2 separate regions of the Mus musculus genome follow, and region 2 is linked to region 1. Evidence: chromatin contacts called from public HiChIP or PLAC-seq data. All regions are on one chromosome and are shown on one strand. The core of a region is the stretch at or near the end of the contact, and the rest is flanking DNA. Distances in the headings are between cores, read along the strand shown.

Region 1 (6,611 bases), core at 2,097-4,596:
CTTGCTCAAACATGCTCACTGCATCTTTATCTATAATAGGCAGAAATTGAAATCAACCTACATGATCCTCTACAGAAGAATAAATAAAGAATATATGGTATATTTACACAAAAGAGAATTACTCTGCTATTTAAAAGAAACAGAAAAATGTGACACAATGCTTCATGTCTCCAGAGCCACCAATGCCTCTGAGGCTATCACTATGCACCATTACAACGTCAGTAACTTTATTAAAAAAATAAGGAAGACTATTAATTGGTAAGACTCAACGAAGTTTTTTAAGGACTTGCTGTTAGGAGGGTTGGAAACAATTATCGTAGGTAAGAGGAAAAGCAAAAACAATCAACTTATAAACAAAGTATATTAACAAAAGATCAAATGGTATATTTCCAGAAAACTCTATGATCAACATGAATGCATTTCACAAAAGTTTCCAAATGTATTAAACAATCATGACATGATTGTAGGAAGCAGATAGATGGTGATGCAGATAAGCTTCAATATCTACCATTTGGAAAGACAACCATGAACGGCGCTGAAAACCAGTATTGAGTAGCACAGCTCTGGAAAACCATCCACAGGACAGGAGAAGAACAATCTTCTCAAACCTCATGCAGAAGTCTCAAGTGTGGTCATGTCAGGACAAGTCAGAAAGGCCAGGTGGTGCAAGCCTTTTACCCCAGCACTGGAGAGGCTGCGGCAGCAGATGTCTCAGTTCAAGCACTGGCTTATTTTCTGAATTCCAGAACTTCCGGGACTACCTAGACAAAGTGTCTCAAAAAAGAAAAATAACAACAAAGAAAAAAATTCTTCAAACCTACTAAAGATTGCAGAGTAAAAAAATGTCTTCTCCACACCTAACCCTCAAGAGACTTGAGGCCTCAGGGAGTGGGTAGGTCTAGTGGGTGGGGATGAGAGGTGGGGATGCAAATCTTGCACAAATGATAAGAAGACAGACTACAGCGGGTATCAGTGGGAAGGTAATATAGACAGAGTTTAATACCTTGCAAAGTTACTAAACAAATCTTATCAAAATCTTGCTGGCATTATTTTAGGTAACTGAGAAACTAACCGTAAAAGATAAGACAACTTAAAGGAATTACATAATGCTCTAAAACTCTATGAGCAGAAAAAAAAAAATAACAGGCATCAAGTGTTCTGACTAAACATTACATAAGAATATAACAATAAAAATGTTTAATATTGGTAGGAAGATATGATCAGGAATGTGAATGGGAAGGGGACAATATCTCTCACATACAAACCAATGAAATTACATTTGCCTCTGTGAATTACTTCTTACATAGAAAGTCTTCTAAACCCTACAGTGGGGATATTCTGATGTTATTCTCACTGCAATTATCTAGAAATATTTAGAATGAAATAGAATCTGGCGAAACAAATCTCATGTCCTCTTTGTACTGGGATTTGAGCCCCTCCCCATCCCTTCTTCACTCCCTCTAACATACCTGGATCTTTGCTAGTTTCCTCTCTTCACCATCCAGGGCTCTCAGTTTCACAGGTAAGCTGAACTACCTGAGGAGTGAGACACTTGCACATGGGAAAGAGTCTTCAGAAAGCACCCAGAACTTTTCATGGAACAAAAATGAATGATGCCTAAAAAAGGATAAACATGAAGGAGAGAGAAAATATCAGAAATATAAATGTCTCTTTTCCTCTAAGCATGTAGGCTCAGACACATGCACATTCATTCTCCCTTGAACCCTGAGGAGGAGCTAGAGAGACTTCAAGAAAATTATTGTCACTCACAGAAACCAGACTGCTGCACTGTCCAAAAGAGATCTCTGCCAAAAGCCCTGTTTGCAGGGTCTAGGAATTCCCATTTCTCCTACAAGAAGTCCACTGACACAGCACTGAATGATAACAAACCCTAGAGTAAAAAACAACAGCTTGGCCACCTATGTGAGGGCAGAGTGCTTTCCTTCAACCAAAGAGACAATTTTCTGATACAGGGGAGTGATCATAATTATTCAAAAGATGTTTTCTAAAACTTTATTTTAATGTATAGTGTGTCGAAGAGACTCCAATATTGGGCTTGCCTGGACCCAAGGAGTAACATAAGAACTCAGCATATGAAGACATAGTTCTGAATGTTTTACTTACATCCTAAACTGCATACAACTCTGATTAAAAAGTTCATGGCCACTAAAATGTCTGCTTAGTAAATATTAGTGTTTACACCCATAACAGTAGGGCTCGATAAAGTATATTTTTTGGTTCAATAAATCTGCACTGGTTCCTCATATAATAGTATATACAAAGCTCTCTGGGGATGCCTATTAACCGGGCCAAAGGCATTCTCTTGAATAAGCAATTAGTAAAACAAAGCAAGAAAGCAAGAACAAATTCACTTTCCACTATCTTTGTAATTGGCACATTAGGAAATAGATGGTGCAACTGCCCTTTTACAAGTTTTTTTTTTCCATTTTTTTATTGGGTATATTTTTACATTTCAAATGTTATCCCCTTTCTCAGTTTCTCCTCCACAAACCCACTATCCCCTACCCCTGCCTCTAAGAGTGTGCTGCCCCACCTACACACTCACTTCTACCTCATCGCCCTAGCATTCCCCTACCCTGGGTCATTGAGCCTGCACAGGACCAAGGGGCTCCCCTCCCAGTGATGACCAATAGGGCCATTCTCTGCTACAAGTGCATCTGGAGCCATGGGTCCCTGCATGTCTACTCTTTGGTTGGTGGTTTAGTCCCAGGGAGCTTGGGTTGGGGCGGGTAGGGTGTTCTGGTTTAACAGTGATTTTATGACTGAATATTCCTGTAACTGTAAGATAAATTTTAAAAAATCACGATAAATCCCAGGTCACAGGATCTCAAACTTCTGGTCAGTGGTAAGATATCTACAACAGAACTGTGAGAGCGGCATCCATAAAAGCAGCTGCGGAAAACATCCCCCTGCTCCGCTCCCTCCCGTTTCCCAGCCCCGCAGCTCCTCTGACCTGGGACCTTCCGGGGCCGCCGGGCTGCGGTGCCCGCCGCTGCGCTGCTGACTCTCCCAGGTCCACAGTCACAAAACCGCGTCTGTGGAGACTTTTCCGGGTCCAGAAAGGGCAAGGATGCGGAAACCGGAAGGTAGAAAGACGATCGGTGGAAGTTCCTGTCACTCAGGCCTGGATCTTAGGAGCTGCTCTCCTAGACCCGCCCAATAAACCGTGGTTATGGTCACGTGGTCCCCCAAATCAGTTTGAGAGCAAGAGCTTTCCCCTCCTTAATTACTACTGCTTTTTTCCTGTTCTGGTCAATGTCCTGGTCTTGCCTTTATCCCTGCCCCGGGGATTCCATTCCCTCCTGCTCAGTCATCAGCTTCCTGCCACACAGCTCCACCTGCGGACCTGCTCTGCACAACCTCCCTACTGCTTGCTGACAGACTAGAAAAAAACTGGTTCCATAGGAAGCTGAACTCTTGACATCTGAGAGTGAGTTCTGAAACCCTCAGATAATAGAGAGGCAGCCTAACTTCTTACCTTTGGACACTAGCCTCCTAGGCTACAATCGCACAGCAAAATATAACCTAGACCCTAAATTCTTTTTTTTTTTTTTTTTTTTTTGTGTAGAGTAGAGTTTATTTAGGGCATGGGGTGGGGCTTTAAGAGAGTAATGGAGGCAAAGAAAGACAGAGAGAAGGAGAGAGTAGGTAAGTGGAGACTGGCCTTGCCCTCCTGGAGAGAGGGTGGAAAGGAATGGAGGGCAGAGGAAGGAACAAGGGAGGAAGAGGCCAGAGAGACAAGACTTTAAGAGATAAATTCCAATTTCTATGTTGCACCCCAACACACAAAACTAAAAATGAGTCCCAAAATTTGGCTTCCTTCCAAAGCATGTATCAAAGCATACATGAAGTATAAGAGGGACCACTGAGATGAAAATGTGGATAAAGACAGATGGAACAGAGAATGGTGGGAGGGTGCTCTGCAAGCTCTCTGGGGAGCTCCAGGGACAACGGTCACTCTGTGGAAACAACAAGGTGTACAACAGGGCAGTTGGAAAGCACTGATAAAGTTAAACTCCAAGAGATTTGTCATGGCCACAATAGCAAAGAAAATAGATAATGCAAATAGTTTGCACAAATATTTTCCTACAAATAGTCTGACAACCATAACATGAATGAAAACATCAGCGTCAGCCCCAGTTCATGTAAGCAAAAATACAGTGATAGCACAACAGAATTTTGATAGCCAGGAAAAATAAAATGCCTTCTGACGTGAGTTTATAGTACTTAAAATTCCATGCAGACGGGAATCGTGGTCAGAATCAGAACGGTAAGGAAAATGGACGTAATAATACTTGAATTCTCAAGGGAAAGGGCATTTGTGTCTGACACATCATTTTATCACTCTGGTCTATAACACAGAAGCTGGTATTTGGGTAAGGAATGCATTGAATATATATTTTTCTTTTGGTAGGATGGCCAGTTTTACTATGTGAATCCTCCTCATCCACAAGCTTGGGAGATCTTTCCACATTCTAGTATATTCTTTAATTTCTGTCTTCAAAAACTTGATTCTTTTATCATAGATGTCTTATACTTGCTTGCAATGTGGTGTGGAAAACATATAATCTCAACTGTTGTTTCTACCCAGGTTTTGATTATTCACTTTCAAGGTAAAAGACATACACAATCTTCATAATATGCCTTTATCAGCCCTAGTACTAGGAATGTATATATCATCTATGCTATTAGTATGTCTATCTCCCAACTATTAATCCCACTATATTTTGCCATGTTTTATTTTGGTTGCTTTGAACTCCAATTAGCCAGCCAACATGGCCATTATCGAAGACTCTTAGCTCATGGTGGCTTCCTCTTCTTCCACCTTCTTTCTCCCCAGGGTTCTTCTCTGACACACCTCCCCACCAAGCCTATTTCTCTTCTGCCCAACTATTAGCTGAAGGCATCTTTATTCACCAATCAGTGATCACTTTGGGGGTAAGGATAAAGAACATCACTTGAGTCTCTGCAGAATCTCTGATCCCTAGGAGGCAACCAGGCCTTGGGCCACTATTTAGCATTACAATATGAGCAAAACACAGAACCTCAACAGCATAGAGTTAACACCAACATACTTTATATTTTTTGAGGCTATTGTGAAAGGTGTCGTTTTCCTGAATTTTTTCTTTTATTCAGTTTGTCATTTGTATAATGGAAGACTATTGATTTTTGTGCATTAATTTTGTATTTAGCTACTTTGGGGAAAGTGTTTATGAGTTATAGAAGTTTCTTGGTGGAAATTCTTGGGTCACTTATGTATACTATCATATCAATTATAAATAGGGTATTTTTAATTCTTTCCTTGCCATCCAAATTGTATCTTCTTATTCTCCTTCAGTTGTCACACTGCTCTAGCTAAGACTTCAAGTACTATGTTAAATAGATAGAGATTTTACTGGAATTGTTTGAGTTTCTTTCCCCTTAATTTGATCTTGGTTCTATGCTTGCTGTAATCTGCCTTTATTATGTTCAGTTATGTCTCTTGAATCTTTAATACCTACAGAACATTTATGGAGAAGGGGTGTTCTATTTTGTCAAAGGCCATTTCTGCATGTTATGAGGTGAACATGCCTTTTTTTCTTCAGTTCTTTTTTCGGTATGGTGGATTATTTTTATTGATTCTTGTATTTTGAACTATCCCTTCATCTCTGAGACAAAGTCTGCTTGATTGTGTTTAGGGATACTTTTTATTCTTGGAAGTATTTTATGGGTATTTTTGCATGTATATTCATAAGCTTCCGTAATTCTCTATACCCACGTTTTTGGTTTGCTATCTGGGTTAACTGGAGCCTCATAAATTGTGGGATGTTCCTAATAATTTGAAGAATATTAATTTTAACTATTTTTTGAAAGTTGCAGAATTTCTTTTTTTTCCATTTTTTATTAGGTATTTAGCTCATTTACATTTCCAATGCTATACCAGAAGTCCCCCATACCCACCCACCCCCACTCCCCTACCCACCCACTCCCCCTTTTTGGCCCTGGCGTTCCCCTGTACTGGGGCATATAAACTTTGCATGTCCAATGGGCCTCTCTTTCCAGTGATGGCCAAATAGGCCATCTTTTGATACATATGCAGCTAGAGTCAAGAGCTCCGGGATACTGGTTAGTTCATAATGTTGTTCCACCTATAGGGTTGCAGATCCGTTTAGCTCCTTGGGTACTTTCTCTAGCTCCTCCATTGGGAGCCCTGTGATCCATCCATTAGCTGACTGTGAGCATCCACTTCTGTGTTTGCTAGGCCCCGGCATAGTCTCACAAGAGACAGCTACATCTGGGTCCTTTCGATAAAATCTTGCTAGTGTATGCAATGGTGTCAGCGTTTGGAAGCTGATTATGGGGTGGATCCCTGGATATGGTAGTCTCTACATGGTCCATCCTTTCGTCTCAGCTTTAAACTTTGTCTCTGTAACTCCTTTCATGGGTGTTTTGTTCCCACTTCTAAGGAGGGGCATAGTGTCCACACTTCAGTCTTCATTTTTCTTGAGTTTCATGTGTTTAGCAAATTGTATCTTATATCTTGGGTATCCTAGGTTTTGGGCTAATATCCACTTATCAGTGAGTACATATTGTGTGAGTTCCTTTGTGAA
Region 2 (6,611 bases), core at 1,900-4,399, 450 kb after region 1:
TTGGTCTTGCTAACTTTACATGCCCCAGTACAGGGGAACACCAGGGCCAAGAAGTGTGAGTGGGTGGGTAGAGGAGCAGGGCGGGCCGGTGGGGGGGAGGGTATAGGGGACTTTTGGGATAGCATTTGAAATATAAATGAAGAAAATATCTAATAAAAAATTGAGGGAAAAAAAGGAAGATCAATGGGCCTTACAAGGGATTTCAATTTGCTACATGTTCTAATGTCTTGGTTCATACTCATAGCCAGGTTCTGCTTTTAGTCTGGATTAAAGACTCTTTATTTTCAATGGGCAACAGTCATTTCAGAGTCTCAAAACTAACCAAATACTGAGAATAGCCAACTGCTTCCTGTGCAGCCTATAACTGGAAATCTACCTTAAAATATACAATATTATTCACAGTGAAACTGTCTAGACTCCTTAATTAAAGAGACACTGACAAATGCAATTTCATGTCTTATACTCTTTCTACTATCACCTGACACCCACACCATACCTTGCTCAATCCCTCAAACATACCTGGATCCTTGGCTACAGTCTCCTCTGTCTTCATCACCCAGGGCTCTTAGTTCTCATTCACAGGTGAGCAGAACTGGCTGAGCAGTGGGAGACCTGCATGTGGGAAAGAGATTCTTCAGAAAGCACCGGGAACGTTTCATGGAACAAAACTGATAGATGCTCACACCTGCCAAAAGGATAGACATAAAGGAAAGAGAAAATATGACAAAATTCTCTTTATTTTAAGGATTTCCTTTAAACTATGAGATGTGGGGCCCATTTCCATACACAGTTCACACTCAGAGTTGTTTTTCCCTTAACTCTGAAGAGGAGCAAGGGAGACTGCAAGAAAATTATTCTGACCTACATACAACATTCATACTGTTGCACTCCTCCTAAGTGAGGTCTCTGAACAAAATCCTGAGTGCAGGGTCTAGGCATTTCTACTTCTGCAAGAAGTCCACAGTCAACCAATCATGAAATGAAAACAAATCAGTTAAGCCACATGTGCATGGACACAGTGCTTTTTTTCTAATGTAAATGAGCAATCATAATTATTCAAAAAGGGCTAATTTTGTGTTAATTAATATTGAGTTTTCTAGCTAAAAAAATAGATTAGCAAGATCTAATTCACTTACCGCATGCATACCAGGCTGGCCAAGACCTTATTAGGTCTCAAAGAAACTCCGGATAAACTGCTAACTCAGGTGCCCATTAACATAACTAATAGGAAGGAAAGAGAAAATATAACATATTTGTGAAATCAGCTAAATCTACCTAGATTAGAATATATTAAAAGCAAATTTATTGGGAAGCTGGTCTTGGTTTAGTTCACTGGTCCCAGTGATTAATGCTGGGAGAGTTGCCATAGGAGGCGAGGGGGGGAAGGGCATGCGAAAAATAACAGGCTTCTAGAAATAAGAAAAGGAGAAGGAGGAATAGAAGAAAGAGGAGAAAGAGAAGGAGGAGGAGGAGTGTTGTGGGAAATATTAAAAAACAAACTGGCATGTTTCGGCACTTGTGTCTCTGCCCAGGTGGCCTGGCCTGCCATGCACTGGCGTGCAATGGTCAACCTGTTTTTAGCTCTTGGAGACTCTGATTCCAAGCTCCACAATCTTGCAACCCAGCTCTCTAGGTTCCCACTGGCAGGTTGTTACCACAGCAACCCTGTGCTTTAAGTCCCCCACATCGTTTGTGGTACACATCTGGCAAACCCTCGCTTTGCTGCTGTACCTTTCTTTCTTGAACCCATGCAAGCCACTATGTGAAGGATAATGCAACACAAACTTAATTCAGAAACAATAGTAACTCAATCTCTGGGCACAACCCTGAAAACCTAATCTTGTAAGCCTTGTACTCTTATTCTTCTAGTGGTTGATCCTTGTGGATCTGCCATGATACTGGGACACTCAAGCAGCTACATCTTACCCATATGCTGTCTTGGTTCCAAAAGGACCCGACTCTCTCTTGTTTACTCTCTTCCTATGTCCAACCTGAAAGTCCCATGTACTCACCCAGTGATTGGCTCCTATATTCATTAGGGGACTGGTTCACAAGAACAGGCCCATCCACAGTAGAGGAGGAAGAGGAAGAAGAAGAGGAGGAAGAGAGATAGAGACCAAAACGTTTGGATTATATAGGGAGGCACCTCTAGTGGAAGGGCAACCAGGACCCTGGGCTGAAAAGTTAGGATTGAGGGCAGGGCCTCTCAGGTTGGTAGAACCCTGAGGTCAGGTCTGCTTTGATATTTAAAATATGCACCTCAGTCCATTGTCCTGGCATCCAAAACCAAACAGTATCAAAGGAGACAACTTTGGCTAGGTGCTTTCTTGGCTCCCGCTTCTTCTCTTGCCCCCTATTCTCTCTTCCCTTCTCTTCCTTTGTCCAACTCCACCTCTCTCTTTCCAATCACATCCTGGTTAAGTCTGGACCCTTACTTTCTGAGTCAGTCAAGTCTGCCCTGGTTCCTCTTTTTACTTCTACCTACAAAGCCCTCTGAGGATGCCTATTTCCCAGGCCATAAGCCACTCTCTCCTGAGTAGGCAAATGATGGGTCAAGGGAGTTAAGAAATCTAAGTTCGAGAAGCTTTGTAACTGCTGTTACAAAGAGAACCCCGTGTGCAAACTACAGTACTGCAAATGTTCTACGACACTATTTTCGGAAATCATTCTGGTAACCATAAGATAAATGAAAACAAACAAACAAACAAACAAAGCACGATACACCCAGTTCATAGGATCTCAAACCTCCTGACAATGATAAAAATCCACAGCATAATTGTGAGCGCGGCGTCCTTAAGAGCAACTGCAGAAAACAAGCCCCTGCTCCGCTCCAGCCCATTTCCCAGCCCCGCAGCTCCTCTGACCTGGAAGGTTCCAGGGCCGCCGGGCTGCGGTGCCCCCGGCTGCGCGGCTGATGGCTGACTCTCCCAGGTCAGCACAGGAAACCGCATCTGAGGAGAGTTACGGCCTTCGAAAAGAACCAGGCCAGGGTAAGTCGCCCGCAGTGGGAGTAGAGACAACTTGGCTCCAACAGGTACCTAAGGGGACGCGGTTCCCAGTCTCTGGCCACGATCTTTGGAGCGGCTCCCCTAGCCCCGCCCAGGACACCACGGTTCCGGTCACGTGACAGCGCTAACGCCTTCAGGCCCGCCGCTTTCACTTCCTTAATTACGTTGGTAGAGTCCGTCCAGCTGCGTTCTCTTCTAGGTCGCCAGCTCCAAATGTCCAGGCCAGAATGACGTGAAAAGCCACCACTCCCCTTGCTACCTGTGTAATCCATGTGTACTCGAACTGAGCGCTGGTTTTTCGGCCCCAGTTTCCTTCGGAAACCGGAAAGCTCCTCAGACTCTGTTTTGTGGCTGCGGACCTGGGAGAGTCAGCAGCGCAGCCCTGGAAGGTCCCAGGTCAGAGGCGCTGCGGGGCTGGGAAACGGGAGGGAGCGGAGCGGGGAGGTGGGGGGGGGGGGGGGGCTTCCGCAGCTGTTTTTATGGACGCCGCTCTCACAGTTCTGATGTGGATCTCTTACAGTTGTCAGGAAGTTGAGATCTTATGAACAGTTGGTCTATCATGGTTTTTTTTCATTTATCCTCCAGTTAACAGAATATTCAGTCGTAAAATAACTCATTAAAAATGATAGACCAGTTGTATTATCTGCTGTTTGCTATTGTGTCAATCACAAAGCTTACGGAATGTAAATTTATTCATATTTTCTAACTCCTGTGTTTTACTAATTGCTTATTCAAGAGGATACGTTTTACCCTGCTATGTAGAACTTTGTGTATATAGTAATCATATGAAGAACCAGTGCACACTTTTTTGAACGAGAAAATATACTTTGTGTTATGCTACGGCTATGATTGTAAACATTACTATTTACTAAGCATACTTTTTATTGCCCATGAATTATTCGTCTGAGTTGTATGCAGTTTAGGATGTAAGTAAAGCATTCAGAAATGCGTCTTCATATGCTGATTTATTTTTTAAATTGCCTAATTTTTACTAGATATTTTCTTTATGTATATTTCACATGTTATCCCTTTTCCTGGTTTCTCCTCCGAATACACCGCCTCACCCCCTGCTCCCCAACCCACCCACTCCCACTTCCTGGCCCTGGCATTCCCCTACACAGGGGCATAGAACCTTCATAGGACCAAGGGCCTCATCTCCCATTGATGACCAACTAGGCCATCCTCTGCTACATATGCAGCTGGAACCTTGAGTCTCACCATGTGTATGTTCTCTTTGGTTGGTGGTTTAGTCTCTGGGAGCTCTCGGGATACTGGTTAGTTCATATTGTTTCTCCTATGGGGCTGCAAGCTCTTTCAGCTCCTTGGGTCCTTTCGGTAGCTCCTCCATTGGGGACCCTGTGCTCAGTCCAGGGGTTGACTTCGAGGATCTACCTGTATATTTGTCAGGCACTGGCACAGCCTCTCAGGAGACAGCTCTAACAGGCTTCTGTCAGCAAGCACTTGATGGCATCCACAATAGTGTCTACGTTTGATGACTGTATATGGGATGGATCCCCAGGTGGGACAGTCTCTGGATGGTCATACCTTCAGTCTCTGCTCCACACTTTATCTCTGTAACTCCTTCTATGAGTATTTTGTTCCCCTTTCAAAGAAGGACTAAAGTATCCACACTTAGGTCTTCCTTATTCTTGAATTTCATGTGGTTTGTGAACTGTATCTTGGGTATTCTGAGCTTCTAGACTAATATCCACCTATCAGTGAGTGCATACCATGTGTATTCTTTTGTGACTGGGTTACCTTATTCAGGAAGATATTTTCTAGTTCTATCCATTTGCCTACAAATTTCATGGTCATTGTTCTTAATAGCTGCGTAGTACTCCATTGTGTAAACGTACCACATTTTCTGTATCCATTCCTCTGTTGAGAGACATCTGGGTTCTTTCCAGCTTCTGGCTATTATAAGTAAGGCTCCTATGCTGATTTCTTATGGTACATCTTAGGTCCAAGCAAGTTCAGTATTGCTATGTGAGTGTATTAGACAACACTATGTAAAGTTTTAGAAGCATCTTTTGTACAATTGTGATCACTCTCCTGTATCAGAAAAAAAGTCTCTGTGCTTGAAGAAAAGCACTCTGCACCTACATATGTGGCCAAGCTGCTGGGGTTTTTTTGTTTTGTTTTGTTTTTCTTTTTATTGTAGGGTTTGTTAACATTCAGTGCTGTGACTAGACTTCTTGTAGGAGGAGTAGGAATGCCTAGACCCTGCTGACAGGGCTTTTTGTAAAAATCTACCTTTGGACAAGTGTAGCAGTCTGATTTCTGTGGGTGACAATAGTTTTCTTGCAGTCTCCCCATCTCCTCCCAGGATTCCTGGGAGAATGACTCTGCTTGTGTCTGAGCTGGGTGTGAATGAGACTCACAGAGTTAAATGAAATTGTTGGATGAAAAGGGACATTTTTTTTTTTTTTTTTTTTGGTTTTTCAAGACAGGGTTTCTCTGTATAGCCCTGGCTGTCCTGGAACTCACTTTGTAGACCAGGCTGGCCTCGAACTCAGAAATCCACCTGCCTCTGCCTCCCGAGTGCTGGGATTAAAGGTGTGCGCCATCATGCCCGGCAGAAAAGGGACATTTTTATTTATGATATTTTCTCTGCCTCAGCCTTGAGGCAGGCTGATCCAGAATTTGACCTTGCTGCCACTAAGAAGGAGATTACCTAGGGTGGATCCTTCTGAACTAGATGGCTCTATTGTTCTGTCACCTGCCACTGCTCTCCTCCAAGACACTGACTGCTACCTGCTGAGAGGCCCCTGAGATATTCTGGGAGGAACATCCTATCCTGCACTTCGCCTGCAGGCTGGCTCCAGGCACCAAGAGTGGACAGGGGTGGGGATGGGCCTTTCCTCTTATAAGCATGGTCTCTTAGTAAACTTGCGGGCCTTGAACAGAATCGTGTCTTGGTCTCCATTAATCTCTCTTGCCATCTAAGTCTTTTTCAGCCCCAGCCTGCCTCCCAGATGTGCCTGGTTCTTGTAGGCCTAGGGCCGGCATACAACCTTTCTCCTTCACATTTATCCTTTTGGAGGCATCATTTATATTTGTTCCATGAAAAGTTCTGGGTATTTTCTGAAGACTCTTTCCCATATGCAGGTGCCCACTGCTCAGTCAGTGCTACTTACCTGTGAATCTGAGAGCCCTGGATGGTGAAGAGAGGAAAGTGTTGCAAAGGATCGTATTTGTTAGAGGGATTGAGGAAGGGATGGGGAAGGCCTCAAGTCCCAGTAGAAAGAGGACATGAGATTGGTTTGGCCAGATTCCATTTCATTCCAAATATTTCTAGATAATTGCACTGGGAGTCATATCAGAATATTCCCATTGTAGGTAGTAGAAGACTCTCTATGTGAGAATTCATACACAGAGGTAAATGTAATTTAATTTGGTTTTGTATGTGAAGGATGCTGTCCCCTCCCATTTACATCACTGATCATATCTTAATATTTTTATTATTATATTTTTAGCATTCTGTTTAGTCCGAACAGTTATTGCCTCTTAGTTTTTTCTGATATTAGAGTTTTAGAGTATTTTGTAGTTTTTTTTTTTCTCTTATCTTTTATGGTTAATCTCTCCCCTTCCTAAAATTATATT

What was found. HiChIP or PLAC-seq counts read pairs in DNA pulled down with a chosen protein or histone mark.
Region 2: a contact with region 1 is called in an H3K4me3 HiChIP or PLAC-seq map of bone marrow-derived macrophages, with 10 times the contacts expected there. The contact joins the promoter of Zfp758 here to the promoter of Zfp995 in region 1. A contact is called at or near these places in 3 of 115 datasets of contacts at active chromatin or transcription factors (bone marrow-derived macrophages, large pre-B cells and stem cell-derived neural progenitor cells) and 3 of 9 other capture datasets (adipose tissue, liver and macrophages).

Annotation. Positions count from the first base shown.
Region 1 is chr17:21,906,580-21,913,190 of GRCm38.p6, forward strand. Zfp995 (zinc finger protein 995) reads right to left here and starts at 3,347. Exons shown (of 5, transcript NM_001256493.1): 1 at 2,975-3,347; 2 at 1,470-1,617.
Region 2 is chr17:22,358,304-22,364,914 of GRCm38.p6, forward strand. Zfp758 (zinc finger protein 758) reads left to right here and starts at 3,150. Exons shown (of 3, transcript NM_001347330.1): 1 at 3,150-3,404. The coding sequence starts at 3,279. It overlaps Zfp944 (zinc finger protein 944), which reads right to left and starts at 3,097. Exons shown (of 6, transcript NM_176962.4): 1 at 2,865-3,097; 2 at 1,137-1,221; 3 at 520-685.